Regions from separate parts of the Sus scrofa genome. Here region 2 is linked to region 1. A link is a contact called in public HiChIP or PLAC-seq data. All regions are on one chromosome and are shown on one strand. Each heading gives the region's core, a stretch centred on a gene start, on an enhancer-like site or on the middle of the called end of the contact. The rest is flanking DNA. Distances are from core to core; before and after follow the strand shown. Region 1 overlaps B4GALT5 (beta-1,4-galactosyltransferase 5). Region 2 overlaps SLC9A8 (sodium/hydrogen exchanger 8).

What was found. HiChIP or PLAC-seq counts read pairs in DNA pulled down with a chosen protein or histone mark.
Region 2: an H3K27ac HiChIP or PLAC-seq map of alveolar macrophages shows a contact between it and region 1. The contact joins two enhancer-like sites. A contact is called at or near these places in 2 of 47 Hi-C or Micro-C datasets (embryonic fibroblasts and heart right ventricle) and 2 of 2 datasets of contacts at active chromatin or transcription factors (alveolar macrophages and skeletal muscle).

The regions. Positions count from the first base shown.
Region 1 is chr17:51,276,649-51,282,698 of Sscrofa11.1, reverse strand. It overlaps B4GALT5 (beta-1,4-galactosyltransferase 5), which reads left to right. Exons shown (of 9, transcript XR_002340099.1): 2 at 2,452-2,586. Among named protein-coding and RNA genes, the nearest start is that of B4GALT5, 55 kb to the left of the region's middle. Within about 2 kb of position 2,763, at least 1 of the 83 cell types and tissues checked has an H3K27ac peak or open chromatin away from gene starts, as enhancers often do. A contact at or near this core is called in alveolar macrophages, where this site is marked.
Region 2 is chr17:51,473,116-51,478,966 of Sscrofa11.1, reverse strand. It overlaps SLC9A8 (sodium/hydrogen exchanger 8), which reads right to left. Exons shown (of 17, transcript XR_002340027.1): 16 at 5,533-5,851; 17 at 1,691-5,458. Among named protein-coding and RNA genes, the nearest start is that of IL29, 8.6 kb to the left of the region's middle. Within about 2 kb of position 4,471, at least 19 of the 83 cell types and tissues checked have an H3K27ac peak or open chromatin away from gene starts, as enhancers often do. A contact at or near this core is called in alveolar macrophages, where this site is marked.

The sequences.
Region 1 (6,050 bases), core at 1,514-4,013:
GGTTCAGATCCATCCCTCCGTGACCTTGGTGAAGCAAGGTGGAGAAACCGAAGCCTGGAAGTTGACTCTAAATTGGATAGTATTACTTGCCTCTTAGGCTATGAGGATTACATGAGATAAAGAATTGGGTAACGAAGTGCTGAATATTACTCACTGTTATTTATTACGTAGGTATTATGCATACCTCCCCTAGAGCAGGTTCTAGAAATGTGGTCCTCCGACCAGCTACTCTGGTAAGCACCTGTGAGCTTGTCATGGGTCCCACTCACACTTAGTGAATCAGAGTCTCCAGGGGGTATGGGTTTGGGGGGGGGGAGGCTAGAAGCAGACTTCAAAAAGCTCTCTAAGCAGGAGGCAGGGAAAGATTTGGGAACTGCCCTAGAGGAATCCTAGAGTTGGGATTCAAGAACTAAGAAAGGGAGGGAATTTAAAAGGCAGGCTAACTGCAGTGCCTTTGCAGTAGAGAAGATCAAAAGCTCAGAGATGATGCACTTTTGGGGAAAAGGAGGTAGTTTATTTTTTTGCAGTGCCAAACTGACAGCTTTACACACAGTGCTCAATAAATATTTGTTTTTATATGATTGAATACGACTGGTTTAGTTTTATGTCGGAGATGGAAGATTTCAAGGGATATATACTATGTATAATACACATAATATATAGCCTAAGGGATAAAAGAATACTATAGAGCCACATTAGAAATATGATCCTGAATGAAGTTTAAATCTTAGGTTTAACCGATATTTATGGACTGCCTATCTACTGTGACTGGGTGCTGGGCTTTCTACTGTAGATAGAAAATGAGATGCTACTCTTGTTTGCAGAAGCTTCACAGAATTATCCTTTTTTAAGGATTTGCAGTTATTTTTTCCCCTGTAACTTCGTCTAGCAACGGAGTACTGTCCCTGAGCTATTCTCTGCTGATGCCAGAAGTTAAACATGCAGCTGTCTTCCAGTCACCACGAGGCCTAATCTGAGACTGCTCCCTCATTTCTGAAAGCATTCTGAACAGTGACTTCTTCATCATTTTACAGCTCTGGATATACCTTAGTGATGATTTGAAACCTTTGGAAAGATTTTATGCCCCTGTTTAATGTGGGGTTTGCCACATTGAGCGTTGTGCTGCTTAAACTGCTCGTCCCCACCCCCATCTCCAGTACTAGCGCCAAACACAGTAGCTTGCACTGAAGGAAATTGACTTCTAAGCTTCATCCATTTAGTCATTACTTACTGCCCGTTATGTGTAGGACACTGTGATAATAATGGTGAAAACGGTGTCCACAAAGTATCTTGTTGAAGAGCCAGGACCGCCTGAGGCCGAGTGAATTGAGCCTGGGGGAGTGGCCCAGGCTCCCTGTTGCATACCTGCCTGGGGCCTGGCTGGAAGTCAGCCAAGTGTTCCGATGATCCCTAGCACACGGGACTTCAGGAAAACCCAGGGGAAGATCACTCTCCAAAGATGACAGAGATTGGGCAGTTAGTCTGAAAATCATTGATTAAGAATCTGGTTTTTGTTTTGCTTTGTTTTTATTGAGATATAACTTGCATATAACATTATTTTAGTTCCAGATGCACAACTTGATATTTTGTATGTATTGTAAAGGGAATTTTATGTGTATATATATATATATATATATATATATACATATATATATATATATACACACACACACATATATATATTTTGTTTGTTTTGGCCACAGCGTGCAGTGGCTTGATATGGAATCTCAGTTCCCAAACCAGGAAATGAACCTGGGTCTCAGCTGTGAAAGCACCAAGTCCTAACCACTCAACCAGGGAACTCCAGGGAATATGTTTTAACTGACATTTGGGCCAGGCTAGCTGCTCCTTTCCCGTTGCTTTGGACTTTGGGGCTGAGGTGGGTGGGTAGTGAGGACTGCTGACATTCTTTCATTATATTCTTTTTCTCTCCAAATACTGCAAAGTAGCTGGAGCCTCCGTCTGCCTCTTTCAAAAGATAGCAGATCCCAACCTATATCTAAGTATTTCTAGAAAATAGGACAGCAGTGACTTCCTTTCTCTGAGGATAGCCATCAAGTATTAAGAATGTGAACTTAAGGAGAGCAGAGGTATTTTTCAAAATGTTTTAATTGATCCCTAAAGGTCACTCTGATCATGACAGTACAAACACAGGATTGGGTATTTAAAGACCTGGTAGAATGTAATTTTTTTAATTTACGGTTTTTCTAAAACTGCTGAAAATGGACAGAAACTTCCCTAAGTCTGCCTGGTTACCCGAGGAATATTGGTGTCCTGAAAATGTAGAACCCAATATGGAAAATGGAGTAGGCTTTTAGTGCTAAAAGGGGTTTCAAAATGAAAAAAGAAAAAAGAAAAGGTGCCCAAAGTTATGTGGGTTTTGGGGTGTGTTTTGCTTTAATGATTGTTTTTGAATCAACCTCTTTTCCCCTCTGCCTTTGTCTTCTGCAGTGAACACCTACCTCTTCATGATGCAAGCTCAAGGCATTCTGATCCGGGACAACATGAGGACAATCGGCGCTCAGGTTTACGAGCAGGTGGTTCGGAGTGCTTACGCCAAGAGGAACAGCAGCGTGAACGACTCAGGTATATATTTAATAAAGGGGTGGTCTGCTCAGAATGTCCCCTCCAGGAGAGGTAAATTTGGTTTGAATAATTATTGCTGATGAAAACAAAGCGTATTGTGAAAGAGAGACGGTTTGGCTGAGTCGTGGGTTATTACTAAAAGAAGAAGCTCTTGCAAAATGAATCCTTGTTCCTTTTGCTAATGGTCTATTAAGGGTGACTGGATAACTCCATTTTCACTCCTGATATGTTTCAGGGAGTCAGGGGGTGAGGAGTATCTTTCAAGACCCCCCCCCCCTTTTTGTGTGTAGTTGCCCTAAGTGGGCAGAGTGAGTATGTATCTTTAGGACATCAGTAAAACAGGAGCACCAAAAGCTGTTTCTGGAAATAATTTGATTTCAGAAAATGTATCCATAGAGCCAACGAGGAAAAGCACTTATTTTTAGGGCTTAACATTGTGCGATCGGCTTGTGGTAGTGGTGTGTCCACGGGGTTTTCAAAGCTCATTGTTAATTCCACACGGGAATAGTCGCCCCAACTCTGTTCTTCCTTTGGACGCTACTTGAACTTGTTCAGCCCAGTAGGACTTGTTTAACCTTGTAGTTTATAAATGCTTTAGTTGCAACTTAACAAATTTCCACTTCGTAATCATCACATAATCTGGGATGATTTCCGCAGACTATAAAAGTGACTTCTAGAGAGTTCCCAACGTGGTGCAGCAGAAAGGAACCCGACTGGTATCCATGAAGACCTGGGTCCGATCCCTGGCCTCGCTCAGTGGGTTAAGATCTGATGTTGCTGTGAGCTGAGGTGTAGGTCACAGACATGGCTCGGATCCCATGTTGCTGTGGCTGTGGTGGTGTAGGCTGGCAGCTGTAGCTCTGATTTGACCCCTACCCTGGGAACTTCCGTATGCTGTGGGTGTGGCCCTAAAAAGCAAAACAACAACAACAAAAAAAGCGACTTCTAGAAGAAAAGTTGAATACATCACCTGGTTTAGCTTCCCTGATCAGGTGTGGTTTTCATCCTATGGCTTAATTCCAGCTTGTGCCTGAGTTTGGTGGCCAGACTGTTTTAGCTTTGGGAAAGCTTTTCAGACTATCACCTAAGCAGCCGTGATGCACCCAGGAGTGAATATTTTTTGCCTTGACCTTTGGAACTTTTACCTGTAGCTTTATTACCTTTTGATCACTAATTATAAAAAGAAGAAAAAAGAACCCCAAATTTAAATGGCTTGCGTAATGTTACATTGTAAGAGCTTGTTCCTGAATTGTGGTGTTGACTTAAACTGTCTTTACAAAGGACTGTACATAGCAAGCTCTTCACCTTTGAGAGAAAGCTATCTTTTTTATGTCTCTCTTTTTTTAACTCTTCCAAAAATCGAACACAGGAAGTATTTCCAGATGGTTAAAATGGGTCTGCCATGAGGCTTCTTCCGTCTCCAGCCAGGGATGGTTTTTATTTAGAAAATAGATCCCGAGATTTCATTTTGCTATGCATTCATGATTTGCTTCTTTAACTGAGGACTAATGTGCTTTCCTTGTGGCTTCTTACTAACTTCACTCAAGCCTAGTATTATAAAATATGTGTATTTTAAAAAATTTCTTTCCAAGACAGTCCCTCTGTTCTTCTCTAGAAAGGTCTAAGGTTGTCCAGAGCTCACTGGAGGATGTGAAGTTGCTTTCTAAACCTTGCAAATGAAATTATTCTGTGGTGCTTGGGATCTTAATAGAAGTATTACCGCTGAAAGGAAAGTTAAATCCTGAGAAGAATTGACCACATCCTAATTTATCAGTCTGCCTTGCTGGTCAGTTTAGCAGCAACCAAGGACTATAGTTAGCAAACTGATAAACCTTGGTACTTCCTTTCTTCTTGTTTGCAAAAAGCAAGCGATCAACTTTTCAGAGCTTTTCAGCCAAGTTGTGGTCTCACAGGACAAGTTGCCTGAGCTTGGCACCCCCCTGCAGAGGAATCCCTGCGGTTCCCGAAGTCAAGGGAGAAGGCCGAGCACATTTTTGTTTCCTAATTCATCATGTGTGGTGTTCGGTTTTGCACATCATCCCGTACACATTGTCTCACTTGACTCAGATACGGCTCCATCGGGCAGGCAGGATTTTGTTAGCTTCCATTTTTCACAAGTACAAGTAATCTTGCGGTTGTTGGAATGGCTTGGTCATGTGACTTTCCCTCAACCCATCCCCAGACTGACTTCTGGTTGTGGAACGAAGCTCGAGAGTCGTCTGGCTGCCGAGCAGGGCTCTTTCCCCTTCTCACTCTGGTTGGGAGCATGTGCGCAGTCATGACCTTTGCCCAGTCCAAGTATTCCTGCCTCTCCAAGGTCGGATGATGCTGCGGCTTCTCTGGGCAATTGGCGAGGGGGTCCATTTCCTCTCCACCTTAGAGGGCACGTAGCAGGTCTCTGTCCCCACACTGCCACTGGTCTTGCAACACATGATCACTCAGATTCCCTGAGGAGTTGTTGTTGTCCCTGGACACTGAGCAGGGAGTGAGTTGCCCCCTTGGAAGGCATATCCAGGGACCTGTTTTTTTATTTTTATTTTTTATTATAGTTGATTTACAATGTTCTGTCAATTTCTGCTGTACGGCAAAGTGACCCAGTTATATATTTATATACATTCTTTTTTTCACATTATCCTCCATCACGTTCCATCCAGGGACCCATTATTATTTGAATTTGCATATGTTTGTCCTCAAATTATCATACACTAAAATAATCCTTCCCAGCATCACTCGGGCTGGAATAATCATCTATTTTGTGTGCCCACTAGCCACACCGGTGGCACGTGGAAGTACCTGAGCCAGGGATCGAACCTATACCACAGCAGTGACCTAAACCACTGCAGTGACAATGCCAGGACCTTAACCTACTGCACCACAAGGAAACATTTTGTGTTTAATGTGTCTATTTTCCTCATAAACTAGAAGTGTTTGCCATTGGGGCCTGTCTTATGAGTGAGAACGCATCTTCACACACTTGGCCCTGCGTATCCACAGTTTCTGAATTTGAGGAAACAATAGGTCAAAAACATTAATTAAAAAAAAATTCCAGAAGTTCCTCTTGTGGCGCAGTGGAAATGAATTCAACTAGGAACCATGAGGTTTTGGGTTCGATCCCTGACCTTACTCAGTGGGTCAAGGATCCGGTGTTGCCGTGAGCTGTGGTGTAGGTCACAGACACGACTCGGATCCTGCGTTGCTGTGGTCTGGCATAGGCCGGCAGCTATAACTCCAATTAGACCCCCAGCCTGGGAACTTCCACATACCGTGGGTGTGGCTCTAAAAAGCAAAAAAAAAAAAAAAAAAAAAAAAAAAATTCCAGTAGTTCCCATCGTGGCTCAGTGGAAAATGAATCTGACTTGCATCCGTGAGGATACAGGTTCTATCCTTGGCCTCACTCAGAGGGTTAAGGATCTGGTGCTTCCATGAGCTGTGGTGTAGGTCGCAGACATGGCTCAGATCTTACA
Region 2 (5,851 bases), core at 3,222-5,721, 190 kb before region 1:
CTGATGCTCTATATATTATTTTGGAATCTGCTCGTCCGGCTTCGCGAGGCTCTATCGGAATTGTTTTTGTTGCGAATGACATAAAGCCCAGCCTGAATGGCATAAACAGTGAGGCTGCACTGTCTCCCCCGGTGACAGGGCTCCGGAGGGAGGTCGGTCGGGTCCAGGGCGGAGGACTCGGCCCTCGGCCTTTCTGCTTAGCAGGCTGGTGGGGGCGCCCTCACAGCGGGAGGCCGAGGCCAGGCAGGGGAAGACGCTGCTTCCCTCCTCTGAATGATTGTGTGTGTGCGGAGACAGTCCTGGAAACTCTTCAGGAGGTCGCTTCATTCTCCTGTGGAACTGGGTCCCAGGCCCGTCCCTCAGCATTCGCAGTCGTGAGGGGTAAGGGGTGACCAGACATGGCTTTGTCTCCCCTCAGCCCTGGGGGCTATGAGGCTCTCAACTTTGTGTGACCCTCCCCTGCGGCTTTCTGGCCTCTAAGGAAAACACACCTTCCCTGGCTTGCTCCCTTTCACCTGAGTGCTTGCTTTTTCTAGACATTGAGAAGGTTGAAATGTGAGTGAAAATACGCAGCTGCCCTCAGGCTCGGCTCTCCTTTACTCCCAGAGCTCCATCTCATCCAGGCAGACACGCTCCTGGCCTCCCCTGCAGCCACCAGCGGAATTGGAGCTGCAGCTGCCAGCCCACCACAGTTCACAGCCACGCCAGATCCTTAACCCACTGAGCGAGGCCTGGAATCGAACCTGCATTCTCATGGATATTAGATTCATTTCTGCTGAGTCACGACGGGAACTCTCACACTGCAGGGTTGTGAGGAACTAAGGAAAACCTGCTAGAAGGTTCACGCCTGGGGTCAGGACAGGTTCTCTTGCCTGGTTTTGCTTCGTATCACATGTATTTTTTGTTTGCACCTGTGCCTGCTTAGCAGCTTCGGAAGCCTCCTAGAAGTATGAGAGGGTTTCAAAGTGAACTTCGAGACTTGTCACAGATAATGCCACTACCTTCCTTCAGACGCCTGCCTGGTTCAGAGCCTGGTCTCAGCCGGGCAAAGGCCCACCAGGGGCTGGTCTGCAACCCCAGGTGGCAGCGGGTGATTGGCCCAGCATGGGGGTAAGATGAGTCCCTCGCACCCATGAGGCTGGGTCCGAGCTGAGCCCTCCTGCTTGGCCTCGTGTCCTCACAGGGGCTGTATGCTTAGGCTATTCAAGATGGCTGTTCTCTTGCCCTCTGTACATGCCCTGCTCAACCAAGGCCTGCGTTACTCACGTGACTATCCAGTCCTCTTAATTACAGGGCTTAATTAGGTCCTGGTAACTGAGCCCTCCTGACAGCAATCCCCCCCTTTAAATGGCAGCCTCCTTCTCCCCGTGAGTCGTGAAGCCTGCTGCTGCGTCCTGCCGACCACGGTGGGCTGTCGCTCCAGGACCCCTCATGTAAGATCCTCTGTCCAATGAGCCATGGATGTCTCTGTCACTGTCACTGGGCTCTTTCTTTGGTCTCAACTACAAGGCTTGCAGGCCTGTGGGGTGAAGCCCAGCAGGGATGGAGGCAGGACTGGATCCAGAAGCCCAGGCTCCTGCTCACTAACCACTGTGTTTTGCCGGCTTTTGGCCGCGAGGGTCACAGGCATTGACAGAGTCTAGGGGCCTGTGCACCACGTGTCTGCAAAGCCACTGAGCACAAACACAGAGAGTGGCAGCACTCATTTTTATTTCTAAATAAGTATCCAGAGACACTACTGTTTTCCATCCATGTTTTAATTCTCTAAAGAGTCCAGTGAGATGAAGAGGCTCCAGCATAGCAGCTACAGGTCCCTCCACCTCCACCCATGCGCCCCTCCCCAGCCCGCAACCCCACCAGGAAGAGCAGCAAGTCATTTCTCAGGAACTAGGACCTGATGAACGCCTCTCACAGCTTACTTGAGGGAGGACAAAAGAACAAGCCTGACCTTCTCAATGGTCCTTAAATCAAAAAGCAGTACTTAAAAGTATCCTTCATTTTCACAAAGAAAATTACTCAAAAGAATACAAGGTTCTGATTAACGGTGAGAACAAACCAAGCTTTGCAGGAGCTGCACCAGAGAAGCTGAAGGCTTTGGTAGCCACGAACCTCACAGCGGCCCAGGGGGTGAGGCGCCTTCCCTGGCCTGGGCGCCCCCACGGCCCCTAAGAGCAGGGCTGGGGCCTGGCGAGGTGAGTGCCAGGAAGGCGCCGATGCAGCTCTTCCCAGCGGACTGGCTGCCTGGACAGGTGACCTTTCTCCTCTGACCACCAAGCCGAGTTCCCCTTCAATCACAGGGCCACAGGTCTGGAGCAGAGCTCTTGCCCTAAAGCCAGGAAGCTCCTGCAGAGAAGCTGCAAGACCGGCTCCCAGGTAAGGAAAAGCCACAGATTTTGACCCCCCTCTGGGATTAGGGGCAATGTTGGCTGGGGTGGGAAAGGGTGAAATTGGTGGGCCAGAGGAAAGAGAAGGTCTTTCTTTTGTAACTTGGAGGCGGAAGTCCCTGAATATCTAGTGCCATTTGTATGCAAAATGACAGGAGGCTAAATGGAAGGGAGTGTGGCTGCCTGTTCGGAGCCTTCACTCTGACTTGTGGTGTTTTCACTTAAAACATATTGCCTGGGGCTTTGGAGACTGGGTTCCCAGTGGAACAACTTCTTAATGATTCTGGCTGCTCCATCAGGAATTTGGTTTCATATCCACCACCCAGCAGGAGAAACACATGCCTCCAGAAATCCTGGAGGGAATGGGGAAAGAGCAAAGGATCGGTCTTTTTTTTTTGCATTTAAAGTCCTAATTGGAGCTCCCTGGTGGCCTGGCGGACTAAAGATCCAGTGCTGTGCCTGCAGTAACTCCAGTTTTATCCCTTGCCCAAGACTTCTGCATGCTGAGGACATGGTCAAAAAAAAAAAAAAAAAAAGGAAAGAAAGAAAGAAAAAAAAGAAGTCCTGGAGTTCCCATTGTGGCTCAGTGGTTAACGAATCTGACTGGGAACTATGAGGTTGGGGGTTCGATCCCTGGCCTCACTCCGTGGGTTAAGGATCCAGCGTTGCCATGAGCTGTGGTGTAGGTCACAGATGCAGCTCAGATCTGACATTGCTGTGGCTCTGGCGTAAGCTGGTGGCTACAGCTCTGATTAGGTCCCTAGCCTGGGAACCTCCATATGCCATGGGAGCAGCCCTAGAAAAGATAAAAAGACCAAAAAAAAAAAAAAAAGTCCTAATCGATGGCAGATCATTGCTGTTGAGAGATTCCTCCTTACACTAGGATCTGGGATAAGTTCTCTCTTTTTTTTGGCTGCATCCACAGCATGCAGAAGTTCCTGGGCCAAGGATTGAACCAGAGTCACAGCAGTAACAATGCAGGATTCTTACCCTGTTGCACCACCACGGAACTCCCTTGGATCAATTCTAAGGCCAGATCCAACCTAAACTATACCTGTACCTTTGATGGCGCTAACTTGGCCAAGGAGAGGTCCGCTACCACCTCCCCCACCAAAGCAGAAGAAGGATCCTGGCTGTGGCCACCTCGCTGGGGACTTTGCCAAATGTGACCCCTGTGAGAGTGGGAGTGTGGACCTGAGACCTCATGAGGCCACCTTTGACAGGGGCTTTAAGGAGAAGGCTACCCACCAATCTTTCCACGTTCCATTGCGTACAAAGGAATCCACAGGCAAATCAGAGCCTCCTCAGGCTGACGTGGGGGTACTCAGGGCTGCCAACATTCTGGGCCAGGCCCTGGCCCTTGGCCTTATGTCAGCCAGGGCCCAGCCAGCCTTCCTATTGGGAAAAGGGTGGCTGGCCTGGGGGAGGGTGGGCGGGCTTCAGCCTGCCCCTGGCCTGAGTGTCTGAGCCTGACTAAGGAACTGGGCCCTCTTCCATGTCAGCCCAAACCTGATCTCTGGGGAGCTAGGAAAAACCAGCTTCTTCTCCAGTAAGACCTCACACCCTCTGGATGTGGTCACTCCCAGGAGTCTACAGTCCCAGGGCTGCAGAAAGCATGTCATTTATCCCAGCAGCTCAGAATCACAGGGAGTCTGTGGAGACACTGCCGGTGGGGCTCTTACTGCCACCTGACTCCCAGGCAGCGTGTCTTCGGTGTTCACTGGCTGAGCAGCCAGCCCCCCAAAGGCACTCGCTGACCTTACAGCCTTCACCTCACTCTAAAGTACGACCTTCTCTGTGTGCTGTGGTTCTCCTGGCCCATGGCCTAGACCTATAATATGTGGGAAGTTATAGTTATGCTGGACATTTTTTTAATCTTCCAGGCATTTTATTGCCTCAAACGATAGAATTATTAGGAATGCTAAAGGTGGACAGCAGCAATTTTTGATTCTTGGGCAAAGACATCTGAAAAAAGTTCACCAGAAAAATATGCCCATGGGCTTTGGCCTGTTTCTAAGTGTATAGGGATTGCATACGGGTTACCCTCCTTGCACGCTGCTAACCCCACATGGCCAGCAGGGGGCAGAAGAGGGCCACAGGAGATCCAGGCTGGTGCGGGTCCAGGTCTGGAAAGGTTCCCCGCAGCCACCTCCACACAGCCTTGGGGACCTTCCACAAATCCTCCCCCTCTTCTCTTGGTGTCATTCTCAGGTCTCAGCTAAAGGGGGGAGGCCAGGTGGGGCTGGTGACAAAGGGCAGCCTGAACTGAAAAGATGGCGTTTATAGGACTTTATGAACTCAGCCAAAAAGACTTCTTTTCTGGCACGCTATTGAGTTTACAATGCAACTTACGCCTCGGAGATGAGACTGAGTTTCAGAGGGAAAAGGAAGTTACTCCGAATCAGAGACTGGTCTCTGATTCCTGCCCCTACCCGCCACGGTATGACTGCTTCTCTGACTTTTCCACTTAAAAGAAACAGGAAATGATGGAGACCAGACTTAACGCACAGCATTATTCTTCCAGTGGGGCATTAGGTGGAGTAAAATAATCCTGTTTGGCTCAAATTATGGGGTTAAGGTGGGAGGTTACAAAAAGAAAAATCATTTTAGTTCTATGAAGTGCAAATTTACTTCTCATGCATAAAAAGGAAACTGTGCTTCCTGCCTGCCTGGCTTCCCTTTCCCCATTGTGTACACTTTTGGGGAAAGGGAAGGCCTTAGGGCCAGGGTCTGGCCTCGCGGGCTGGGCCTGTGAGTCCTGGAGGGTCCTGAGGTCAGTCCTTGCTCTCATCCAGAGCCAAGCTGCCTGACACAGAAAAGATGGAAACAAACTTGCTGCCAGCCCAGGGTCTCTGCTGGCGTCTGTGTCCTCAACAGAGAACCAAGGCCATGCATATGAGTGAAACCACCCCAGGGGATGCCGAGTCCCAGGGCTCCAGCTGGGTCCCTGAGCCACCTATGGGAATTGCCAGAGGCCTGTAGAGGGCAAAAGCCAGCAGGTAAAGGGCCAGAGAGGGGGTGGATGCCAGAGTCAGTAACTCCATGTCACCTGGATGTGACTGCCAGGTCTTCACCTTGAGATGGCTCCAGGGCTGAGACCATAGGGAGCGGGCAGGGTGTGTGTGTGTGTGTGTGTGCCAGTCTTCACCTTGAGATGGCTCCAGGGCTGAGACCATAGGGAGCGGGCAGGGTGTGTGTGTGTGTGTGTGTGTGTGTGTGTGTGTGTGTACTCCGAGTCCTGGGGTAGTGGTAGGGAGCGGGCAGGGTGTGTGTGTGTGTGTGTGTGTGTGTGTGTGTGTGCTGCCAGGTCTTCATCTTGAGATGGGTCCAGGGCTGAGACCATAGGGAGCGGGCAGGGTGTGTGTGTGTGTGTGTGCTGCCAGGTCTTCACCTTGAGATGGCTCCAGGGCTGAGACCATAGGGAGCGGGCAGGGGTGTGTCTGTGTGTGTGTGTGTGTGTAAGAGCA